Linked DNA regions of Mus musculus: region 2 is linked to region 1. A link is a contact called in public promoter capture Hi-C data. All regions are on one chromosome and are shown on one strand. The core of a region is the stretch at or near the end of the contact, and the rest is flanking DNA. Distances in the headings are between cores, read along the strand shown. Region 1 holds the start of Heyl (hairy/enhancer-of-split related with YRPW motif-like). Region 2 holds the start of Pou3f1 (POU domain, class 3, transcription factor 1).

Region 1 (5,965 bases), core at 2,658-5,157:
CATGGCCCTAGAAAGGAGGTGGTGAACTCTGGGATCTTGGAGGGCCTCCTGCATCCCCTCAGTGAAATTCCCAGGCAATCTCTTCCGGTAGTGTGGCTTCCTAAGTGGCCTGCCTGCTAGTCCTGAACACCCCCAGTCCCAGCTATACCTGGGAACTCCCCTGTGTGGGAGCCTTGGAGGTGACTCCACTCATTTAGTATCAAGCCAAGGAAGCACTCCAATGCTCTAATGGTTGGACAATCACACAGAGCTAAGACCATTTGTAAAATGAGAATAGTCAGAGAGGAAAAAGGACCTTTGGCCAGCCACACAGAAGAGAGAAAAATTCAGAATCATTTGCCTTATTAAAAAAACCACATGTGTATGGGTGTTCTGTCTGCATGTATATCTGTGACAGAATAATGCATTAGATCCCCTAAAACTTGAGTTACAGGCAGCTGTGAGCTGCCAAGCGGGTGCTGAGCTTCGATCCCAGAAGAGTCAGCCCGTGCTCTTAACCACTGAGCCATCTCTCCAGCCCCACACCTACTGGCTTCTAATTCAGCACTCTTGGTGATGACGTAGCTCACATATCTCTCACATCACCCCACTATGTCTCCCTGCTAGGCTGCACTTTCTGTTCTAGACAGCAGTGCGTATCCATTTGTCTCACCTATTGCACAACAGATCTTAGGGGAAACGATCATTTTAGGCGGAGGGATGCGGCAGATGCAGAGCTGAGAATCACGCCTAGTAACGCAGCCTTTCCATTTCCAGTTTTCCCATCGAACCTTGCTGCCTCATGAACGGGGCACCCTCCCCACCGTGTGACAACACTTATTAGAAGCTACCTTGTGCCAGAGCAAGAAGCTATGTGCTATATGTAGATACAGCCTCACACAAGCCTCACCCTCAGAGGCACAAACAAACAGAGAAAATGTCAGTTCAGGAAAGGGGTAAAAAGCCACTTACACAGGAAGTGGTGTGGAGGGACTCAGGTCTCCCTGACTTTAAAGACCACCAGCTGCCTTCAGTCTTAAAGGAGAAGCACATAGACCCCAACTCCCAGGCTGACATACTGGAGCTGCTCATGAAATATTTGAAGATGGGTAAGGGAGAGGCATTATTCTGTGTGGATCCAGACTGTTGCAAGGGCCCAAGTTCACACACGAGAGCTCTGTGGGTGATTCCCATGGGCGGGACAGGATGCTATTACCACCAGGCAGATGTCCTTGGTGACATCAGAACACACTATGCCCCTTTGGTCTTGAAGCTCTGAGCGTGAGGAATTGTGTGCTGCTTCTGACCCCCAGAGTCTGGCTGCCCTAACCCTACGGCCCCTGCCACAGTTTATCTGGCTTTCTTTGTACATGCAACTCTTCTTCTCTGAGAATTCCCTGAGGGCAGAGGCTGGGCAGGATCCATCTGGGCTTGGATGCCCAGTCCGGGGTCTAGGCCACAGCAGGCATCGTTCAGCGGTCTCTGAATTGAAGCATTTATGTCTGCTGGGGGGAGGGCCCTTTGCAAAGTGCTACAAAGAGGCATCTATAAGTCAGACGGCCAGATGTCCAGCAGCTTTCCCTCCTTGGAGCGGTCTGGTCTTCTGTCTAGACCAGACCCTAACAATGGACTCTGGCTAAAAATGACAAAAAGAGATATAAGGGGGAATCCTGCAGTGACCTTTACACCTTAGCCCTAATGCTACCGCCATCAGGAAACTGTTATCATCACCCATGGCTGTGAGTGGCCCCTCCCCAGATTCTTCCACTGTGTTCAGAGTCGCCACATCCCTTGGCAGTTACTTTTCTGGCTGTATACTCATGAAGGATAGAAGCCAGTCTGATCCACCTCAGCTCTCTGCCATTGAGTCTGTACTCTGGTTCTTGAAGACCCAATAGCATTGAATTTGAGATCCTCCGTTTGCCATGACCGTGTGGTGCTAGGCCCCTCATGGCGGCAGAAACAGGCTTTGAGAATTATTTCTCTTAAGTAGCAGTTTCTGCTAAGTAATTTTTAAAGGATTTACATAAGGAACTATATTATACATCCCCAGACCTAACATGTAAGATTTGAGGATGAGAGAGAGAGAGAGAGAGAGAGAGAGAGAGAGAGAGACTGACTCTGCCCTTTTTTAGATAGGGTCTCACTAAGTCAAAAGTTAGCTCTAGCTACTTATAGAGATCTTCCTGCCTCTGCCTTCTGAGTGTTAGGATTAAAGGCATATGTCCCCATGCCTAGCTGTAGCCTCTTAAAAAAAAGTTAGATGTGTGGTGGTGGTACGAGCCTTAATCCCAGCAGTTGAGAGGCAGAGACAAGTGGATCTCTGAGTTCGTGGTCAGCTCAGCCTACAGAGTGAATTCCAGGACAGCCAAGTTACACAGAGAAACCATTGAGGAAAAACCTAGACAAACTAAAACAGTCATTCTATGTATGTGTGCACGTGCCGGGGCATGTACAGGGTGGTCAGAGACAAATAAGGTTTAGTAGAGCAAGAGAGACACCTGCTCCAGAGGCCGGTTCCTTTTCTTTCCATTCGCATCCTCTTCTCTATGTGGAAACAGGCCTAGGCAGGGGAACCGAAGGCTCAGAACTGCATGGTGACAGGGCACTTGGGTAGCATGCACCAGGATCTGGATCCAATCCCTAGCAGTGGATGAAGAAAAAGGAAGAAGGAAGAAGAGGAGGGGGAGGAAGAATGGAAAGAAGAAAGGGAAGGAAAGGAAAAGCTCTAAGGTGAGTTGGTGGCGGTTGTGGGCTGGGTGGCAAGGCCTGGAGACTTAGAGCCTGACACCACTAAGCACTCACCATGAACTACTGCTAAGGCCTTGACATTCTTCCGTTTGATGTCTACACCCGCTATGAAGCTAGCTTCATCATGTATACCCATTTTATAGACCAGAAAACTGAAGCTTATGGAGTCACCGAGCTGATAGGTAGCAAGGATTGTACAAGTTCAGTTTGTTCCACAGGTTAGAAGTTAGATTATTTAACAAAAAAGAAACTGCATTGGCGGCTTGGTGGTTTGGTGGAAGGGGTGCTGAAGATTGGAGTCTAGGCTTTTGCAAGTTGGCTATTATTTCCCTCAGTACCTAAACACAAATCCCAGTATGCTCAAAGCGAAAAGGACACAGCCCCCAGTCCTTTTGTGTACTATGTGAAAACTGTTCCCAAAGAAGAGTGAAATTGGAAAAGTACAGAAGTCTTCATAGTAGACAAACTATGGGCAATGGAATGCGGTATCTACATCTATGAAGGTTTCCTAGGTCTGCAGGAAAACTTCTCAGGGGCGTCCCTGGGGGTAGCCAAACGACAGAATATCCTCCAGCTGAACTGTCCTCCCATCCCAGCTCCCTGAACCATAGTTGGTTCAGGGTGTTATGGTTCAGGGTACTCAGGAATCTGCCGCATTGGTGCTATGGACGCACTGGAGTCGCTGCACACGCCCCCGCATCTTGGCTGACACCTGAGGGCTGCGCACAAACTTGAGTGTGCTGGACTTTCTCACCCCCGGACGGCCCTCGCTCCACCCTGTCTTACCTAAGATCGTTCTCTTGACCCACATCGATGGGTCCATCAGACTCGCCGTCGGAGCCACTGGGCGCCCTGGGCCGCTTCATGCCGAAAGCTGGCTGCGGGGTCCCAGCCCTGCGATCCCTGGAGTTGGTTGTTGGGCCCCGCCTCAGCCCCGCCCCGGCCCGGGAGCCGACGCCGCCCTTTCCCAGGGCCCTTTCCTGCACCGCAGCCCGGGGCGCCCCGGCGCCCCCTCGCCCCCGCGGTGACGCGCCACCGAACCGTGGGAAGGCCCCGGGCGGTCACCGCCCCCATCGGCCGCTGGGAGGTCCGGCTCCGCTCCACCGGCGCTGCCTGGGCTGGCGCTCTGGGTGGCCTTGGGCAGGTGCCCTGGGAGGCCCCACGGGGAAGCCCAGAGAATCCGGATCTGTCCCTAGTTCTGTGCGACAGACTTCGCTTTGCAGTGCCTCAGCTTTTTATAAGGGTCAGACCTGTACCTTCCTGCTCCAGGGCATGCAGGGAGGGCAGATAGGTTTGGAAAGGTTACTGGGGGTGCCTGTGACCCCTTGGAAGTAATTCTTCAGTCACTCCTTCTATAGGGGACCAAAGTTTGTGGTGTGTGTGTGTGTGTGTGTGTGTATTGGGGAAGCTACGTGCACTGTGGGATGCTCAGAACTTCGAAGTCCTTTGGTGAACCCCCAAAGGGGTGGCTGCTGCTTGCCAGCTGAGAAGGCTGGAGGAGGGGAGACAGGGTCATAGAACCCAAAGTGGCATTGAACTTGATGTGTAGCAGAAGATGACCTTGAACTACTGATCCCTGACCCTCCTGCCTCTGCATCCCAAGTGCTGACTTTACAGTGGCCAAGATCTTTGAGCTTCTGACTTGTGGGAGGGAGCACAGGAATGGAGAAGGTAGGTAGGGTGTGGTGGTTGGTGGGGTATCCCTGGGAGTCACCCCAGTTCATTTAATGACAGCTGTCCTGGCAGGCACCAGGGAGAGGAAGAGAGGAAAGGAGCCTTCGGCTTCTCTTTCTGGGGGAGCCTGTCTGACCACAGACAACTATTTAGTCAGTGAGAGTTCCTGTCCTTGTGCCTAGAGATTCAGCTGCCATCCTCCCAGGTCATCGTACGCAGAGAAGTGCAGAGGGAAGCTGAGGGAGGAGAGCAAACTTCTTGCAGGGGCGGCAGGGAGATGGTGGAGGTGGGTGTGGTGGGCAGGGCACCAGAGGAGTCCTCTCCCTTTGTTCTGCTCACTGGGACAGGCACAAAAGAAAGCCAGCTTTTGGTGTAGGGAAGTGGGGTTGGTCACCTGAAGCTGACTACACACACTTTCACCATAGTCAGCTCTGCTTGCAGATACTTCCTGATGGGAAAGAACAGGCCTCTTGCCACTCAGACCCACACGTAACCACTTGGCCAAGCACAGAAACTTATCATGCTCATAGATGACCAGATAGGACTGGCATGAACGGTCGCCATCAGGAAACTCTGCTGGCCACCGCAGCCGCAAGCACCAATTCTCCTGTTCCAAATGCCCTCAGCACTCACATAATTTCTGTGGGCACCTGCCAAAACAGTGAGAACCTCAACCAGTGTGAAGAGTGCCCAATGTGTGCACTAGGCATTTCCTAGAAAGGCAGATACTTGTTTGCTCTATGTGATTGGCTGAGAGAGAAAGGGCTGGCAGATTTGCAGGGGAAGGTAAGGGCTCTGAGGTAGGCATGTTCTCGAGAGACGTCCCAGGTCCTCAAAATACACTGCACAGTTAAATAGGGACTATGGGGTTCGGCAAAGAGATTTAAGTTTGGAAGTCATTAGGTAATGGACGGCCTTTAAAGCTTTGGGAGAGGGCAAATGGATGGAGAGGCGGCGGAGCCTGTTAGTTACTGTTTGGTGAGTGCTTCTCACAGCAGCTGGAAAGGTACCTAAGCCAGTGGTTCTCAGCCTTCTTAGTGCTGTGACCCTTTAATACAAAGCTTCATGCTGTGGTGACCCCCAACCATAAAATTATTTTCATTGCTACTTCATAACTATAATTTTGCTACTGTTATGAATCATAATGTAAATATCTGTGTTTTCTTTTATGGTCTTAGGCAACCCTTGTGAGAAGGTTGTTCAATCCCCAAAGGGTCTCAGCCCACAGGTTGAGAACTGTTATTCTAAGTGTTCTGTAAATTTTAATTCATTTAACCCTCAATTGGCCAAGCGAAAGGAGATGGGTAGTTAGAGCAACTCCGGCAGAAGAAGAAGGAGAGCTGGAATTCCACAAGGCAGTTTGATTTCAGAGGCAAATAACTTGGCTTTATTATCTTATAGAGCTCTCAGACATTAGGCCATGCACTCTAGCTCTAAGCCTAGTGCTATGCTGTCAGTTCAGTGGCCTTCACACACACGCCTAAAGAAATTGAAACCTAATTGGCTTGAATTTCTGATTGCAACACAACAGAATTTTAAAAAATTACATCTATTTATTTAT
Region 2 (5,291 bases), core at 1,570-4,069, 1.4 Mb before region 1:
GTGAAGGGGGAAGCTCCAAACACATCCAGAAAATAAATAGAGATGGGTCAGAAATTAGGAAACCATATTAAAATATCTTTTTCGGTTTAGTCGGGCATACAAACCCTTTAGGATGGGGAGGGAGAACAACCCAGAAAACCAAAAAATAAAAACCAAGCACAAAGTGTTTCTTCCCCCCCTGCCAGTGTGTACATATCTCACATATTTACATGGTTCCCACCTCACCCCAAATTTGGAGAATTTCTCCCCAGGGTTCCCCCAGCATCCCGCATCCCGCGGGGGCCGGAAAGAGAGCAGGGGGAAGCGGTAGGGAAACAGGCGCAAGGTTCTTGGGGGGAACGGGTTTATTTCTACAGCTAGTTAAAAAATAGTTCCAACTTTTCCAAGTTTCGTTCGTTAAGGCCAGGAGGGGCAAGGCCCGGCGGGGAAGCAGTGGCCCGCGATGCGTGCTCGGTCTTGCGGGTGGAGATGCCCCTTCCCACCCGGGTGTGCGTGGGAGCGCAGACCCTCTCTGCTAGGCCAGGAACCGAGCCGAGGGCTCGGGTAAAACGAAACGAAAAATGAACACTCAAAAAAAATTTTTTTGTTAGTTTTTTTTTTTTTGTTTTTGTTTTGCGTTCTTGAAGGAGGAGAGGGGAAGAGAAAGGGAAAATAAATTAGGCTAGATTAAAGCTTTGGCTATTTCCTGCTTTTATACACAGATGCGGCTCTCGCGGCCTCCCCTCTGGGGCCCCGATAAATACAGCATACAGCGATTTAAATTAAGGGCGCGGGCGGAGTTAGAAGGACCCCAGGAGCCGAGAGGCTCCACGAATAAATAAAAACCGTAAAAAACCAAGCCCGGAGAAAAGGTGAGGGGGTGGGGCGCGTCCAGGTGCGAGAGAAGAGGCGCGGAAAGAATAAAGTGACAGCCCCCACCCGTGACCTGCAGGCTACAGGGAGTCCGCGCCCGGGAGAGCTGCTGGGGACTCTCCTCTCTTCGTCCATTCTCCCGGGGAATCCCTAACCCCGCACCGCGTTACCTTTCGCTGTGGGGAGGCCGCTGCCGGGATCCGGCCCCGAACAGCCCAGGGGCAGGGGCGGGGGTCGTCGAGGGGATGGGGATAGGGAGCAGGCAGTGGGCACAGGGCGCCCAGAGTGAGTTGGCGCATTCTGGATCTTCCGCTGCTCTCTCCCGGGACTCGGGCGACACAGCCTCTCGGCCGCCTTTCGCCGCTCGCTGGAGAGAGGGGTCGGTCCCGGGTGTTTGGTTTTGTTTAAAAGTTTCTGAGCTTTTTTTTTTTTTTTTTTTTTTCCTTTTTGTAAAATCCAAAGCAAAACCGAATAAACAACAAAAAGAGTCCAGGCCGCGCGCGCTAACTGCGCGCCGGAGGCACCGCTGCGCCGGCGGGGAACCCAGTCCGCAGGGTCACTGCACAGAGCCGGGCAGTGTGTGGTGGTGGTGGTGGTGCAGCGCGGCCGGCGGGGGTGGCGGGGGCGCAGAAGGTGGCGACGCGCTGCCCCCGCCAGGCCCCAGCTCCCCAGGCGCATAAACGTCGTCCATGGGCGGGTGGCCCGCGCCGGCCGCGGGGGTCATGCGCTTCTCCTTCTGCCGCCGGTTGCAGAACCAGACACGCACCACCTCCTTCTCCAGTTGCAGGCTGTCGGCCAGGCCGGTGATCTCGTGCGCAGACGGCTTGGGACACTTGAGAAAGTGGCTCTCGAGCGCGCCTTTGACACCCACCTCGATGGACGTGCGCTTCTTGCGCTTGCGGCCCTGCGCCGCGATCTTGTCCAGGTTGGTGGGGCTGCCGCTGGACGAGTCGGTCTCCTCCAGCCACTTGTTGAGCAGCGGCTTGAGCTTGCACATGTTCTTGAAGCTCAGCTGCAGGGCCTCGAAACGGCAGATGGTGGTCTGCGAGAACACGTTACCGTAGAGGGTGCCCAGCGCCAGTCCCACGTCGGCCTGGGTGAAGCCCAGCTTGATGCGTCGTTGCTTGAACTGCTTGGCGAACTGCTCCAGGTCGTCGGAGCTGGGAGCATCCTCGTCCGAGTGCTCGCCCACCGACGAGCCACCACCGCCCGCGCCCGGGTGCAGGTGCGCCGCCGCCGCGTGCAGGCCGCCCGCGTGTGCATGTCCGTGTGCGTGTCCGTGTGCGCCCAGGTGCGGTGGTGGCGACGGCTCCAGCTGTGCCTCGTGGCCGTCCTCGTGCAGTGCGTGGTGCAGGCCGGGTCCCGCGCCGCCGCCTCCCGCCGCCAGCATCCCGGCCAGGCCGCCGCCGCCGCCACCGGGGTAGGCCGCCTGAGCGTACAGCCCGAGCGGCTGGGGCTGGTGACCCCCGCCGGCCCCGGGCGACGGCGACATGGCGGGGCCCAAGTGGTGCGCTGTGCCGCCTTGTGCCCATGCCGCGCCCGCGTGGGCCGCCCCTTGGTGCACCAGGCGGGCGTGGAAACCGCCGCCACCGCCGCCGTCGTCAGCTCGGCCGGTACCGCCACCGCCTGCCTTGCCGTGTTCCAGGTGCGGGCCGCCCGCCCAGTCGCCGCCGCCGCCTCCTCCCGTGGGTAGCCATTGAGGGTGCGCTAGGCCCACGGGGTGGCCCGCGCCCGCGCCCAGCCACTCGTGGTGCATCAGCTTCTGCACTTCGCGGTACGCGGCCCCCGCGTGCAGCCGCTCGGCCGCCGCTGCCGCCGCCGCGGCGGCATCGGGATGCATGAGCGGCCCTGTGCCCCCAGCTCCGCCGCCGGGGCCCCGCGGCAGATACTGCGCGGTGGTGGCCATGCCGCCCCGCGCCCTGCGCCGCCCCGCCGCCGCCGCCGCCTCGCTCCGTCTGCGGGCCCCGCCGCCGCGCTCCGCCGGCTTAAAGCCCGGACCCGCTGGGCGCTCCGGAGCCCCACCCCGCCCGCCGCCCATTGGCTGCCCGCGGAGCCGCCTCCCGCCTCCCGGCCCCGGCCTCCTCCCCCCGTGCCCGCCCGCCGCCGGGGCCTGCAACCCGGAGCTCGCTATTGGGTCTCGCTCCCGGGGTCCCGCGCGCCGGCAGTGCTGATTGGCCGCTGGGGCTTCATTCATGACCCCCACCACCACCGCCCGCGTACACATTCACGCCCCGGGGGCGCGGCCGCCACGTGGGGAGTGGCGCGGGGGTGGCACTGGGACCGCACCCCCTCCGGTCCCGGCTGCGTGGGCCCCGCTCTCACCGCAGCGCGGGAGACTCGGAGCCCGGTCGGTCCCCACGTTCCACACAAGCTCAATTTCCGCCTGCATCCCACTGGGGCGGGCGGGGGATTGCGGGCTCCGGGAGGCGCTCGGGTTCCGAGCAGAGACTCAGCCCCGCACTCTTCCCTGCGCTGCGCCTCTGCCTGCGGGCCAGGATCCCGCGAGTCTGGGCTGCAGCGAGAGCGAAGCTGCGTGGCTTCCCGGCTCGGTACCGCGCGGCTGCTAACCTCCGGGGCCTCGCCTCCTGCGGCTGCCAGGTCGCATCGCGTTCTCCCAAGGTCTTGGTTTTCCCTCTACTCCCTCTAGACTCAGCGCCACAACTAGCTGGACCTCTGCAGTCCTGAAAGTGCAGCAGGCACGGACAGATTCGGATCGGCTTGGGCTTCACGCCTCTCGCCGGCTCGCCTTCCTTTCCCTGGGCACCGAGGCCAGGTGAGTACCGCGTGGGCAGTGCTGAGCCAGGACAGTGAGCCGCTGAGCCTGTACGCGGAGATGCAAGCTCCAGGAACCAGTTGGGCTCCAGGGTTCTGGAATGAGAGAACCTCGGGGTGGAGACTGGTTCCAGAGAAAGCGCCACCAGTGGGTGGGGAATGGACACTGGGCCCTGTCCTGCGCTGCTGTAGCCTTTTCGTGTTGTTTTCCTCCCAGCTGGAACCGGTGGTCTGTCGGCAGCGCTGGTTGTGCTGGGGTTATGCCGCCCGGAAACTTGCAGAATAGGATTTGTGGACTGACTTAGGGAAGGACAGTTGGGCACCTCGGAAATCCAATGTGCAGGCTGGCAGCTGGCAGCTGGCAGCTGTCTAGCCTCCCGTGGAGTCAACTCGGACTTGTCTGATAGGGAATTGAGTTCGAGGTGTCCTTGTTGGAGAAGTGGACAGTGGGATGCGGCCAACTTCTTCATCCCTGTCCTTGTTTTGTGTCTCTCCTAAGGATCCTGAGTGGAGGGGGCCTCAGTTGGAGCTGGTGTGTGCTTCCTCAGTCTGCATGCCTCCGTACTTCTGCCTATTCCTCTGCTGGGCTTCTGTACACTGCTAGACCTTCTTCTGCTTCAAAGTGATTCAAAGATTTCTGGGTGCCGAGCTGGGGACCTAGCTAGGACCTCACTGGACAGGAATCTACTCAGGACTGTAGAATGAAGCCTATGTATTTGAAGACGAGAGAGAGAGAGAGAGAGAGAGAGAGAGAGAGAGAGAGAGAGAGAGAGAGACAGAGACAGACAAGGGCTCTAAAGGCAGCTGCTGTGGAGATCATCTAAGAGTGGCTGCGACAGAGTTGACAGTGACAAGAGTTACCCTGTCCTCTGAGCCCTGAATGTCCCAAGTTAAGCACCTGCTAATGGAAGAAGAGGCCAGGGTTGTCTGACTATTTGCCATAGTCCTGAACAGGCATTTTCTACCTGCTGGAGTTATGATGGGTTCCTGTATCTGAACCCAGGTAGGGATGCTGGGTTTTCCTGGATCTTGGCCCAGGAAGCAGTCACCCTGAGGCAGCCCAAGTTCTCTTGGTCCATGAACCTGGCTAAGCTTTCTCCCAGCCCTAAGTGTAGGACCAAGGCTTGAATTCTTACAGCGGAAGTCTCTCAGTCTCTCATGCCAGTCCTAACCAGGCCTGTATTACTCTGAAGATTGGGCTCAAACTGGAACTTCCTCTTGTTTTTCAGTTAAAGTACTCTAAATTTGGTTTTCCTTTTTGTAAATTGGGACTGACCATGGCTTACATTGTATCCCTGTCTCCCTAAGGTGAACAGGGAATGGTATGAGATAGAGGGAGTGCCCCCCTCCCCACACAAAGGGCTTTTATTTGCGCTTTTCTGTTGTTGCAGTTTGCTAGGTGGGCAACTAACTTTCCTCAGTGGGCTGTGCGGTTTGGACCAATTTACTTTTTTTCCTCTTCCAAGTTTGACAGTCTGAGAGTCTATACATCTACCCTGATCCTGCTGGAAGATGGGAAATGTCTGGACAGCAGCAGACAGGTTACGCTGTACAGATTTGAGGTTACCACTCAAAGAACAGTGAGGCATGGTGCTGTTCTGTCCATCATTTGGCTTGTGCCTTAACTCCTGGAGGAGCTAATGACATCATCCTCATAGGATGCAGCA

The links. Capture Hi-C pulls out chosen DNA fragments and counts their contacts.
Region 2: a contact with region 1 is called in a promoter capture Hi-C map of liver, with 2.2 times the contacts expected there. The contact joins the promoter of Pou3f1 here to the promoter of Heyl in region 1. A contact is called at or near these places in 1 of 39 promoter capture datasets (frontonasal cranial neural crest) and 1 of 9 other capture datasets (liver).

The regions. Positions count from the first base shown.
Region 1 is chr4:123,231,498-123,237,462 of GRCm38.p6, reverse strand. Heyl (hairy/enhancer-of-split related with YRPW motif-like) reads right to left here and starts at 3,907. Exons shown (of 5, transcript NM_013905.3): 1 at 3,517-3,907. The coding sequence starts at 3,596.
Region 2 is chr4:124,655,174-124,660,464 of GRCm38.p6, reverse strand. Pou3f1 (POU domain, class 3, transcription factor 1) reads right to left here and starts at 2,819. Exons shown (of 1, transcript NM_011141.2): 1 at 1-2,819. The coding sequence starts at 2,758. The coding sequence ends at 1,409. It overlaps Gm2164 (predicted gene 2164), which reads left to right and starts at 2,978. Exons shown (of 11, transcript NR_168006.1): 1 at 2,978-3,625.